3 separate regions of the Mus musculus genome follow, and all the other regions are linked to region 2. Evidence: chromatin contacts called from public Hi-C and HiChIP or PLAC-seq data. All regions are on one chromosome and are shown on one strand. The core of a region is the stretch at or near the end of the contact, and the rest is flanking DNA. Distances in the headings are between cores, read along the strand shown. Region 1 overlaps Rhbdd1 (rhomboid domain containing 1). Region 2 holds the start of Irs1 (insulin receptor substrate 1). Region 3 has its middle 68 kb from the start of Mir6344.

Region 1 (3,277 bases), core at 599-3,098, 68 kb before region 2:
CTGCGTTCATCCCACAGTGTGCCCTCTTTGGTGAGATGCAGTGCAAAGGCTCATGCGTGGGGTATAGTAAGGGTCGTTCTGCACGAATGGGGAGAACACATGTAAAGGAGTCCGCTGAAACAGTGGATGCAGAGGTCAGAGCACAGCTCCTCACTTTAGAACCCCACTTCTAAGTATGGTCTCTTTTCAAGAGCTCTTTAACAGCCACATGCAGAATGTTGTTAGCTGATAATTTCCAAAGGATCCCACAACTGATATGCTACCAGAAAACCTTTGTACGCTCTGACTGGCCTGGGCTTCACCATCAGGCATTCCACCAGCACCCATAAAATGACAGCACACAGACGCTAACGTGGCAGCGGGGCATTTTCTGGGTCACCTCTCAATAAGCTGCAGTCTGAAGACAATCACCGTCCCACTTTACAGATAAGCAACTAAATTTGGAATGTTTCTGAGCCCAGCGCCCCTGGCAGTGAGAAGCAAAAACTGGGTGTGGCGCTCAGTTCAGGGACCTAGAAAGGTGAAAACTGACTAGTAAATCCATGCCTGGAGGCTAAGGAAATGCCCTTCGCAGCCTTGGATGGATTTGCAGGTTCCTGGGAAACTTTAATTTGGATTCATAGTTTGCACAGAGGAACAAGAAAGCAACCACAGTGATGACAATCAGCCACAAAACCGTTCATGTAGCTCAAGCCTAACGATATCATACACAGGTTTGAACCAGAAAACACTTCCAAAACATAATCTATGCTGCTGATCTGCAGTGTTCAGCGAAGCATTTCAAAAACAAAAACAAAAACCAAAAACAATGCAGGACTTCTTCAACTCCTCTTTGATAGGGTGTCTTCAATCACTATCACTATTTTCTATACCTGTTTCTGCCTTTTCTCTGTTAGGTCTTAGCCTAACCTTAGAAACAATTACATAAAAACAACAACAACAACAACAACAACAACAAAAACCTAAGAAATCCAGATCAAAAGGGTGCTGGGGCCAGTCATTAAAATGAGCTCTGAGAATGCCCTTGAGCTATGTGTAGCCAGTAAGGAAGAAACCCCCCCAACCTCCCCCCCCCCCCATTCACCAGCCCAGCATCTCCCACTGGGTGGCAGTAGCTTAGGGTCCATGTGACAAAGAGGTGGAGCACTGTGGAGTGTCACTGCACAGTGTGTGCTAAATAGTCCATGATCAGTGAGCTCCAAGCACCTGATGGCTCTCATATGCAGTGTACTCTCAGAGACAGCAGGGTAGAATTTATAGATTTGGGTGTGTTTCTCACAGTTAGTTTCTTAGGGCAAACCCTTAAAGTTAACTGTAGGTACCAATGCTTCAGGTTTTCAGCACCGTGTTTGAAGACCAGTGCATTCCGCTTCACTCTACCGACCAAATTTCTCTGTGGGTTTCAGTCACTTCCCAAGCCCGAGAAACACACATGAAATATTCCATTATGAAAGCCACTTAACTCCTCAGAGATATGCAGATCAGAGAGAGGTCCAGTCACTCCCATTCTTATCCCCAGAAAACACCCACGCCAGTCACAAGCAGGAAGCTCCAGAGAAAAAAACCGCTTGGCCTTCAGAAAATCATAGTGCTTTGCTACGCTCTGCCAGGAGGGATGTGCGGTATTAAACTTTCCACCTAAGAGTTTTCACAGGAGGAAAAAAAAAAAAAAGGCTTTCTTTGTCACACCTTAAAAAAAGAAATGGGACAGGAAGAGCAAGAGAAGGGTGACTAATGATCCAATGATACATGTGGCTAGAACTCCCCGTGACTCTTGAGCGCCGCTTTCCCACTGCTGTTCAGCGCTTGAACACAGGAGCGACTTTGATTAGCTCCTTTCCAGTGGAGTTCTGCCACTAAGGGAGAGCTGGCGAGCACCGAGCAATCTATTGCTCACTCCCAAGTCCACTATCTCCCGTGTCTACTCGGTCGGCACTTCTGAAGCAGCAGCGCTCAGGGGAAGCAGAGGAGAGGCTGCCACCACAGCAGAGCCATCCTGTCAGACAAAGCAGGCAGGACCTGCTGTCAGGAAGCTAGCTAGCACTCTGTACTGTTCAGTATCTGTTGGGATAACTGCACCACAATTCTTTAATGGGAAAGCGCGAGCAGCAACAACAAAAGTCCATTCACACTGGTTACTGGAACCTGATGGATGGAAGGCAGAGTCCATTTTTAATTCATGGCACCTTCCTGTTTATGTAATACAAAAGAGGACTCCAAGTTTTTAAAGTCATTTTCAGCTGCCTGCATAGTGCTGAATTATTTAAAACTCATTTCACACACACACACACACACACACACCTCTGACAGTTTTTAAAATACTGTTTGACAAGAGCATTTCAGCATCTATAAAAGTGTGTGCTGCGAGAGCAGGTTCTGGGCACACTGTCTTTCATTAGCAAGTCCGAGTTATTTTTACCCGTGGTGGATCACACCTCACAATGCTGCTTTAGAGAAATGAGGAAAAGGAAGCCCCTGCCCAGAGTTCAAGTCCCTCAGTATCTATTTATACCACCTTCTAAGTGAGAGTAACTGGTTCATCAAAGTCCAGAAGGTAGGTAGCCTGGGCAACCCTCCCTGGAAGGGTACAGAGCCATGAACTCCCAACCGACACCAGGACTGAGTGTTCTCTAAGACCTCACTGAATAAAACCCAAAACTCTGAAGAAACCTAGGGATCTGGTTGAAAACAACAATTTCACCACATCAGGGAAACGCCAGGGTCTCGAAAAATTATATTCTAGCCTTTGAATCATGAAAACTCGGGCTTTTTCTTTACAAGAAAGAAAAAAAAAAAGAGGTTTGAGTAATAGGTATCTAAGTGTTTTTAAACAGTGTGAGATGTCTTAAAGCAGCAAACCGTATTCTCCCACAAAAATACAGCCCTAAGATGACCAGTCTCCTCCCTGTCTAGAGTGACAGCTTGGCCTTCAAAACTATTTACTGAAGTTTTCTTTCTACTTTCTTTTTAAAAGACTTTTTGTTTTACTGTTTTGCTTGCATCTCTGAGTATGTACTATGTGCATGTCTGATGCCTGTGCAGGTTAGAAGGCCAGACTGGATCCCCTGCAACTGGTGTTACAGATGGTTGTAAGCCACCATGTGGGTTCTAGAAACTGAACTTGAGTCCTTGGGAAGGGCAACAAGTGCTTTTAACACTGGACCACCTCTGCAGGCCTCACCCACCTTATTTTCTTGATAAAAGTCTGCCACAGGTTTGTCCACTTGATTAATCTCTTTCTCTCTCTCTTTCTTTTCTCCTTCCTTCCTTTCCTTCC
Region 2 (3,236 bases), core at 216-2,715:
CTCACTGCAAACAACCTGCAGTGCTGGAGAGCGGGAGGCTGAGAGGGTTCCTGGCTTAGGAAAAGAGGTGGAAAACTAGAACCGCCCATGGCTAGAGTAGAATGGCTTTAAGCACTGGGAGCAACGTCACATTTGTAGGTCTTTAATGCCGGTTGGGCTAGACAGGGACACCCTGCTTGATTTATAGGTCATCTTAAAAAGAAAAAGAAAAAAAAAAACTTTGGGGAGCGTCTGCTTGTGGTGAGACTAAGAAATAGGCTTTGCAAAGAGGCTGCTGACCCGTTTTCATCAAGAAGTACCCATTTTCCTGTGCAGCCTAGCCACTTATCCTTGTCTCCCACTTATCCTTGTGGTCAAGGTTAAAAGTGTATAGGGTCGTCTAATGCTCGTGCAAACTATGAAACAAACATCTGCTAACATATACACAGTAAGGGTGTACACTTAGGAACTCTCTGAAGGTCCTTTACATCTTTAAAAAAAATCACAAATAGACTTACGAATGTGATAAGGGGTGCCAGGTTTCCTCCAGCCCCCGCCCCCCACCTTTTGCACTAACTAACCCTTAAGTGTGAATCCCTCTTCACCTGCATGAAGGAAGAGAAATGGTGACTTTTACATTTTATTTCCTTAGTGATCAGCGGCTAATAGTGCCAGGTGTGAGATCCCAGGTCGCGATTCCGAGAGACCCTAACCTAGCCAACAGTCATTGCCCTTGGGCGTCCCTCTCTGTTTCTTCCAGGTGCTTCACCACGGTACGTCCGGAGATTCCAGGTGGAAGACTGGCTCAGAAGTCCTTTAGAAAATCTTACAAAAATGTAGATCTCCCTACCAGGGCCTCTCACCCAGACACCGACATCCAGCTGCCTCCCGGGGGTCGCCTTTACCTGTTGGGTGAGAGCTAGCAGGTCACCCGCGTCCCCTCCGCCCCAGCGCCCCCACCCTCTCGGGGCTCTGCAGCCGCAGTGCACCCCCCCTCTCACTGCCCCCTCCCTCACTCCTGCGTCTTCCCCAGATCCCCCCCTCCCGTTTTCCCAGACTCCCCTCCTGCTTTCCGGTAGCCACCCAAACAAGCCTGCCCTCCCGCCGCGGGGATTCCTACGGGCCGGGGGCGCTCTGGGTGGCACGGGCGTGGGAGACACAGCGCCCCGGGCTCTGCCGGCCACGCAGGGGCGCTGCCCGAGCGCTGCAGCAAAGGGCCAGCGCGGGCGCCTCTGCGGCACGGCCAGGGGGTGGAGAGGGGCGGGCGTGGGGCGGGCTCGGCCCGGAATGTAGAGCGAGCAGGGAGAGGGAGAGAGACCCGGGCTGGAGCCTCCCGGCGGCGGCCAGGCTGCTGAGCGCAGAGGCTCCGTCACGTGTTTTGCTCCTCTGGAGTGAGACGGCGGCGCGGTCTGAAGAGGGCCAGCGCGCGGTGCCAGCCGCCGCAGCCGCCGCTTGTTTTGGTTGGGGCTCTCGGCAACTCTCCGAGGAGGAGGAAGGAGGAGGGAGGAGGAGGAGGGAGGAGAAGGAGGGAGGAGGAGAGAAGTAACTGCAGCGGCTGCGCCTCGGGAGGACCGGGCGTCTTCCCCGATCTCTTCCCAAACCTCCCCCGCTCCCCGCCTCCCTCCCTCGTCCCCTCCCCTCCTCCCTTGCGGACTGGAGCTAGGGGCAGGGATGAGCCTGTCCCTCTGGACCGTCCCCTGCTCCCCCAGCTGCCCAGTAGCGTTGCGCGTGGAAAAGCCACTTTCCCCGCCCGCCGAGATGGGCTCGAGTGCGGGCTGCAGAGGACGCGTCCTCGGGCGGCAGCAGCAGCAGCAGCAGCAGCAACAGCCGCAGCGCCGCGGTCTCTGCGATTGAGCTGGTATTTGGGCGGCTGGTGGCGACGGGGACGGTTGAAGGGTGGGAGGAGGCAGAGGAGGAGGAGGAGAAGGAGGAGGGAGAACCCGGTGCAACGTTGGGACTTGGCAGCCCGCCTCCCCCTGCCCAAGGATATTTAATTTGCCTCGGGAATCGCTACTTCCAGAGGGGAACTCGGGAGGGAAGGCGCGCGCGCCTAGAGAGCCAAGCGGGGACTCCTCGGGCCATCGCTGCCTCCCTACATCGGACTCGACCAGGGGCGGCAAGGGATGCACCATAGCTCCTTCTCTGCTGCAGGGACTGGGGGAGACATAGTCCTCGGAAGATTGCGGCTGCACTCACCCTAGACCCACTGCCCTTCCCTCTGGGCATGAAACGCCCTTAAACTCGGATCAGGCTATCTTCCTTGGCGCAGTTACCTCGTCCTTCGGCTGCCCCTCCCCAGCTCCAGGAACAGCGTGAATTTTGGAGTCAGAATTTCTGCGAGCTTCCTCCAGCCCGGAGTGCATGTGCGGGGCCGCACTGAGAAGCCACCCCTCACCCAGTTTTTCAACACCTCCCTCTGCTCCGCAGCAGCATGGCGAGCCCTCCGGATACCGATGGCTTCTCAGACGTGCGCAAGGTGGGCTACCTGCGCAAGCCCAAGAGTATGCATAAGCGCTTTTTCGTGCTGCGGGCGGCCAGCGAGGCCGGGGGCCCAGCGCGCCTGGAGTATTATGAGAACGAGAAGAAGTGGCGGCACAAGTCGAGCGCCCCCAAACGCTCGATCCCCCTCGAGAGCTGTTTCAACATCAACAAGCGGGCTGACTCCAAGAACAAGCACCTGGTGGCTCTCTACACCCGAGACGAACACTTTGCCATTGCCGCGGATAGCGAGGCTGAGCAAGACAGCTGGTACCAGGCTCTTCTGCAGCTGCATAATCGGGCAAAGGCCCACCATGACGGGGCTGGAGGAGGCTGCGGCGGTAGCTGCAGCGGCAGCTCTGGCGTTGGAGAGGCAGGGGAGGACTTGAGCTATGACACGGGTCCAGGACCCGCGTTCAAGGAGGTCTGGCAGGTTATCCTGAAACCCAAGGGCCTGGGTCAGACAAAGAACCTGATTGGCATCTACCGCCTCTGCCTGACCAGCAAGACCATCAGCTTTGTGAAGCTGAACTCCGAGGCAGCCGCTGTGGTGCTGCAGCTGATGAATATCAGACGCTGTGGCCACTCAGAGAACTTCTTCTTCATCGAGGTGGGGCGTTCCGCTGTGACAGGGCCTGGCGAGTTCTGGATGCAAGTGGATGACTCCGTGGTGGCCCAGAACATGCATGAGACCATTCTAGAGGCAATGAGGGCCATGAGCGATGAGTTTCGCCCTCGCAGCAAAAGCCAGTCTTCATCCAGTTGCTCCAACCCCATCA
Region 3 (3,438 bases), core at 25-2,524, 91 kb after region 2:
AGAAAAATTATGTCCATTCATAGAGCCGCTGTTCCCACGAGTAGGATCGTGGCTTGGGTATTTACATAAATGACTTATACTATTCGTTTCGACAAATTTTTCAGATGGCAAAATGGAAGTGTAGAAGGTACTCAACCCCTTAAGATGTGTGTCCACTCCCCTCAAAACAGAAAAAAAAAAAGCCTGGAGATCCACAAAAAGTTGTCCACCTAGCAGAGCACCCCCTGTCTTACCCCACCCTCCCCCGCCCGCCCCGCTGTAATACTCCTCAAGCTAACTGGAGAAGCAGGTACAGACCAAGAGATGTGTGTCAAGACTCTGGATCCTTTTGAGACAGATGAGAAGAGGCGCCGAGGAAGGGTTGGATGGGTTACTGGCGCTCCCACCAGAGAGGTTTTGAAAATGAGTTACAGTTGGTCAGGAGGGAGAGAGAATTGGTCTCAGGGCAACTGGCTGGCAGCAGGTACTGGGTTTTTCATGGGCTGGGAGTTCCAAGCACACTGAAGACTTTCTGGGCTTCTGTGTTAGTAAAAGAGGAAGCCCTTGAGATAACAGGGGAAGGTTCATCTGGCAGCACTGCTGGGAATGCGCCTGCCCGCCCTGCAGTTTGTGGGATGCGGAAAAGGTATCCCCTTACGTCTTCCAGTTTGCTTCAGTGCATGTTCTCAGAGAGTAAACATATAACACAAGAGCCGTTCAGCTTGTGGTATTTGTTATTTTTGACATTCCTTCCACTTTCTATGAATATTAAAAACGCTTTTGATCTGTCTTAAGCATTTCTTAGTGTTATTGGTTCCTCATTAGGACAGTGTCTTCTAAAGGTCTAATTCATGTGACTTCTTTAATATGAGTAGCTTTCTACTTTCTCTCTCTCTCTCTCTCTCTCTCTCTCTCTCTCTCTCTCTCCCTCGTCTTCTTTTTTCTTTTTCCCTTTTTCTTTTTCTTTTGCCACAGTTCAGTGTGGAGTTATAGTACTATTGAAAGAGAGAGAGAGAAAGAGAGAGAGAGAGAGAGAGAGAGAGAGAGAGAGAGAGAGAGAGAAACGGTTTCCTTGTAGTATATTTATAACTTCCTCTAGATTTAGAGCTTCATGATAGTGGAATAGGAAACTAAATATAACCCATGTTGTTTGTTTTTCCTCAGAGGCCTTTTGGGCCTCAAAAAGAAGGGAGGAGAATGTGAGCTTTGTGGAAAAGGCTTTAGTGTGAATGAGCAGCTGTATGCACCTCAGAGAGACAGTTTGTTGCTAAAAATAGAGGCTCTCTAAGAATAGCAACTCAAAGCATTTAATACCCAGATTCTGCCTGGGCAGAAATAAATTCCAGAGGAGTGTGTGATTAAGGAACGGGACTGCAGAAATCATCAGAGCTGTGGCCTCACAGCTAGGTTTGCATAATGCCACACCAGCCTCAAACAAATGTGCTTGCTACCAGTGCACCAGCCTTTTCTGGTCTCACCACAAAAATTAGGGTTCAGAGTAACAATGAAACCAAAAAGAAAAACAAAACAAAACAAAATACCAACAGTGCACAAAAGGGTATTTTTAGCAAGCTGAGCCAAATTGTTATTGAAATAAAGGAAACCGGGACAGCAAAGTAAGAAAGGCTCAAACAACAAGAAGATGAAGCCTTATGTTGGTGTGTGGTAATAGCTGGCTAAAGCATCCAGGTGGTTCACAACAACTTACCCCCGGCCCGGGGTGGGGGAAGTAGCTCAGTTGCTAAAGTCCTTGATTTGTAGGCATAAGACCTGCGTTTGAAATTTAGAACTCACATTTAGAAATCAGGCAGGGCATGATGTGGAGTCCCCTTGTTGAAGCAGGTAGATCCACTAGGCTCACAGACTAGCCAGTCTAGTCTACTTTATAAGTTCCAGGCGAATGAGGGGCCTGACTGAAAGAAAGCAAGATGAACAGTGCTGACAAATGACGTCCAAGGTTTTTTTTTTTTTTCCTGTCTTACACACACAGACACACCCAGACCCAGACCCAGACACACACACACACACACGTACACACAGATTGGCACACATAACAAAGAAAACTAATGTCTATTTCTGTCTTTTATAAAAGATTAGCTTAAGTTTATTTTTCGTGTATGAGTGCTTGCCTACATGTATATGCACTATTTGTGTTCCTGTGCCCTTAAGGCCAGAAGAGGGCATTGGATACAGATAGTTGTAAGTTGTAGTATCAGTGCTGGGTTCTGAACTCCTGTCCCTTGCAAGAGCAAACAGCTCTTCTAACTCTTCAGCTCCCATTTCTGCATTTTCTCATTTGTTAAATGAAGGTTCCTGGGCTATAATGCCCCATTTCTCTCATTTCTCATCTGTTCAGTTAAGATCTCCAGGGCTGGTATGTACCAATGGTAGAATGACTGCCTACCTTGATGGTTAGCTTTTAGTTGTCAGCTTCACAAGACATTGAATCACCTAGAGAGAGAGAGAGAGTCTTATTGAAAGAGTGTGTTCACTGGGTTGGCCCCTGAGCATGTTTGTGGGGGATTGTCTTCATTGCATCAATCGATGTGGGGGACCTACCCTAAATGTAGGTAGAATGCTCTGGTTGCAGTTCAGATGAAAGGACATGAAGAAGGAAAGCTACCATTTGCTCAGCTGGCCTTCCCACTTGTTGATGAATTCATCTACTCTGTTGCTGCTGCCGCTGATAATGGTGATTCCGATTATGATGATAATTCTTTTACTGACATTAGAATTAACTTCTTTGAACTTCAAACATGGACTGTAGATCAATAGCTCTTCAAGAACATTTCAGGCTCATGGCACCAGATTGAGACTATGAAGACACATAGTCTTGTAGACTGAGCATACAGGGTTCTGGGGCTCTGTGGTATGAGAAAGAAATTGCCAATCTTAGCAAGTCAGTCAGTCTAATAGTTCTCTTTTAGTATCAATTCATTGTATCAGTTCCTTGTATTCATTGTATTCCTGTGAAGAATCTTGACTAATATACCTAGCAAAGGAAAGGCTCTGGGTTCTTGTCTACTCTCCCTGCCCTCCCCCACCCCCACATGCACAGGCACACACGTATGCACATGAACTGAAAGCAAAACAATCTAGAGATCTGCTTTCTGTGATGGGTTCAGATATCTATGGTTTTATTTGATTATTTAACTGACACTTAGAACTAAATTGTGTTCACCCTCCCAAAATGTGTTTAGACCCTAGATCTACCCATGGAATGTTTGCAGAAAGTTGTCTGGGAAACCAGTAGGTTCCCCTGGTGGTGTGAGGGTTGGGTTTTCATGCTGGGATTAGTGGCCTTACGAGTATACAAAGAGATACCAGAATGTCTCTGTTTATTAAGACTTCTTTTTGGTCTCTCTTTACTCCTCTGTCTTTCCCACCTTCTTAAATTTCTCTCCTTCTCCCTATTCTTTTTCCATGAGAGTGCAGAGTGAGAAGGCAGGTACTCCAACA

The links. Hi-C and Micro-C count contacts between places; a contact is called where the count stands out from the background. HiChIP or PLAC-seq counts read pairs in DNA pulled down with a chosen protein or histone mark.
Region 1: a Hi-C map of cerebral cortex shows a contact between it and region 2, with 2.0 times the contacts expected there. The contact joins the enhancer-like site here to the promoter of Irs1 in region 2. A contact is called at or near these places in 6 of 39 promoter capture datasets (the 3T3-L1 cell line, hippocampal neurons, pre-B cells and 2 more), 4 of 484 Hi-C or Micro-C datasets (the HPC-7 cell line, Sertoli cells, cerebral cortex and 1 more) and 3 of 115 datasets of contacts at active chromatin or transcription factors (embryonic stem cells, extraembryonic endoderm stem cells and pancreatic cancer cells).
Region 3: a contact with region 2 is called in an H3K4me3 HiChIP or PLAC-seq map of the 230-238 cell line, with 4 times the contacts expected there. The contact joins the enhancer-like site here to the promoter of Irs1 in region 2. A contact is called at or near these places in 7 of 39 promoter capture datasets (the 3T3-L1 cell line, 3T3-L1-derived adipocytes, the C10 cell line and 2 more), 2 of 15 datasets of contacts at CTCF or cohesin (large pre-B cells and pro-B cells), 17 of 484 Hi-C or Micro-C datasets (the HL-1 cell line, Sertoli cells, cardiomyocytes and 8 more), 8 of 115 datasets of contacts at active chromatin or transcription factors (the 230-238 cell line, cardiomyocytes, embryonic limb bud and 4 more) and 1 of 9 other capture datasets (adipose tissue).

What each region holds. Positions count from the first base shown.
Region 1 is chr1:82,357,717-82,360,993 of GRCm38.p6, reverse strand. All of the region lies in intron 3 of Rhbdd1 (rhomboid domain containing 1), which reads right to left. Among named protein-coding and RNA genes, the nearest start is that of Gm46095, 13 kb to the left of the region's middle. Within about 2 kb of position 1,848, at least 59 of the 459 cell types and tissues checked have an H3K27ac peak or open chromatin away from gene starts, as enhancers often do. A contact at or near this core is called in Sertoli cells and cerebral cortex, where this site is marked.
Region 2 is chr1:82,289,668-82,292,903 of GRCm38.p6, reverse strand. Irs1 (insulin receptor substrate 1) reads left to right here and starts at 1,465. Exons shown (of 2, transcript NM_010570.4): 1 at 1,465-3,236. The coding sequence starts at 2,411.
Region 3 is chr1:82,197,962-82,201,399 of GRCm38.p6, reverse strand. No RefSeq gene overlaps it. Among named protein-coding and RNA genes, the nearest start is that of Mir6344, 68 kb to the right of the region's middle. Within about 2 kb of position 1,274, at least 67 of the 459 cell types and tissues checked have an H3K27ac peak or open chromatin away from gene starts, as enhancers often do. A contact at or near this core is called in the 230-238 cell line, Sertoli cells, adipose tissue and 8 more, where this site is marked.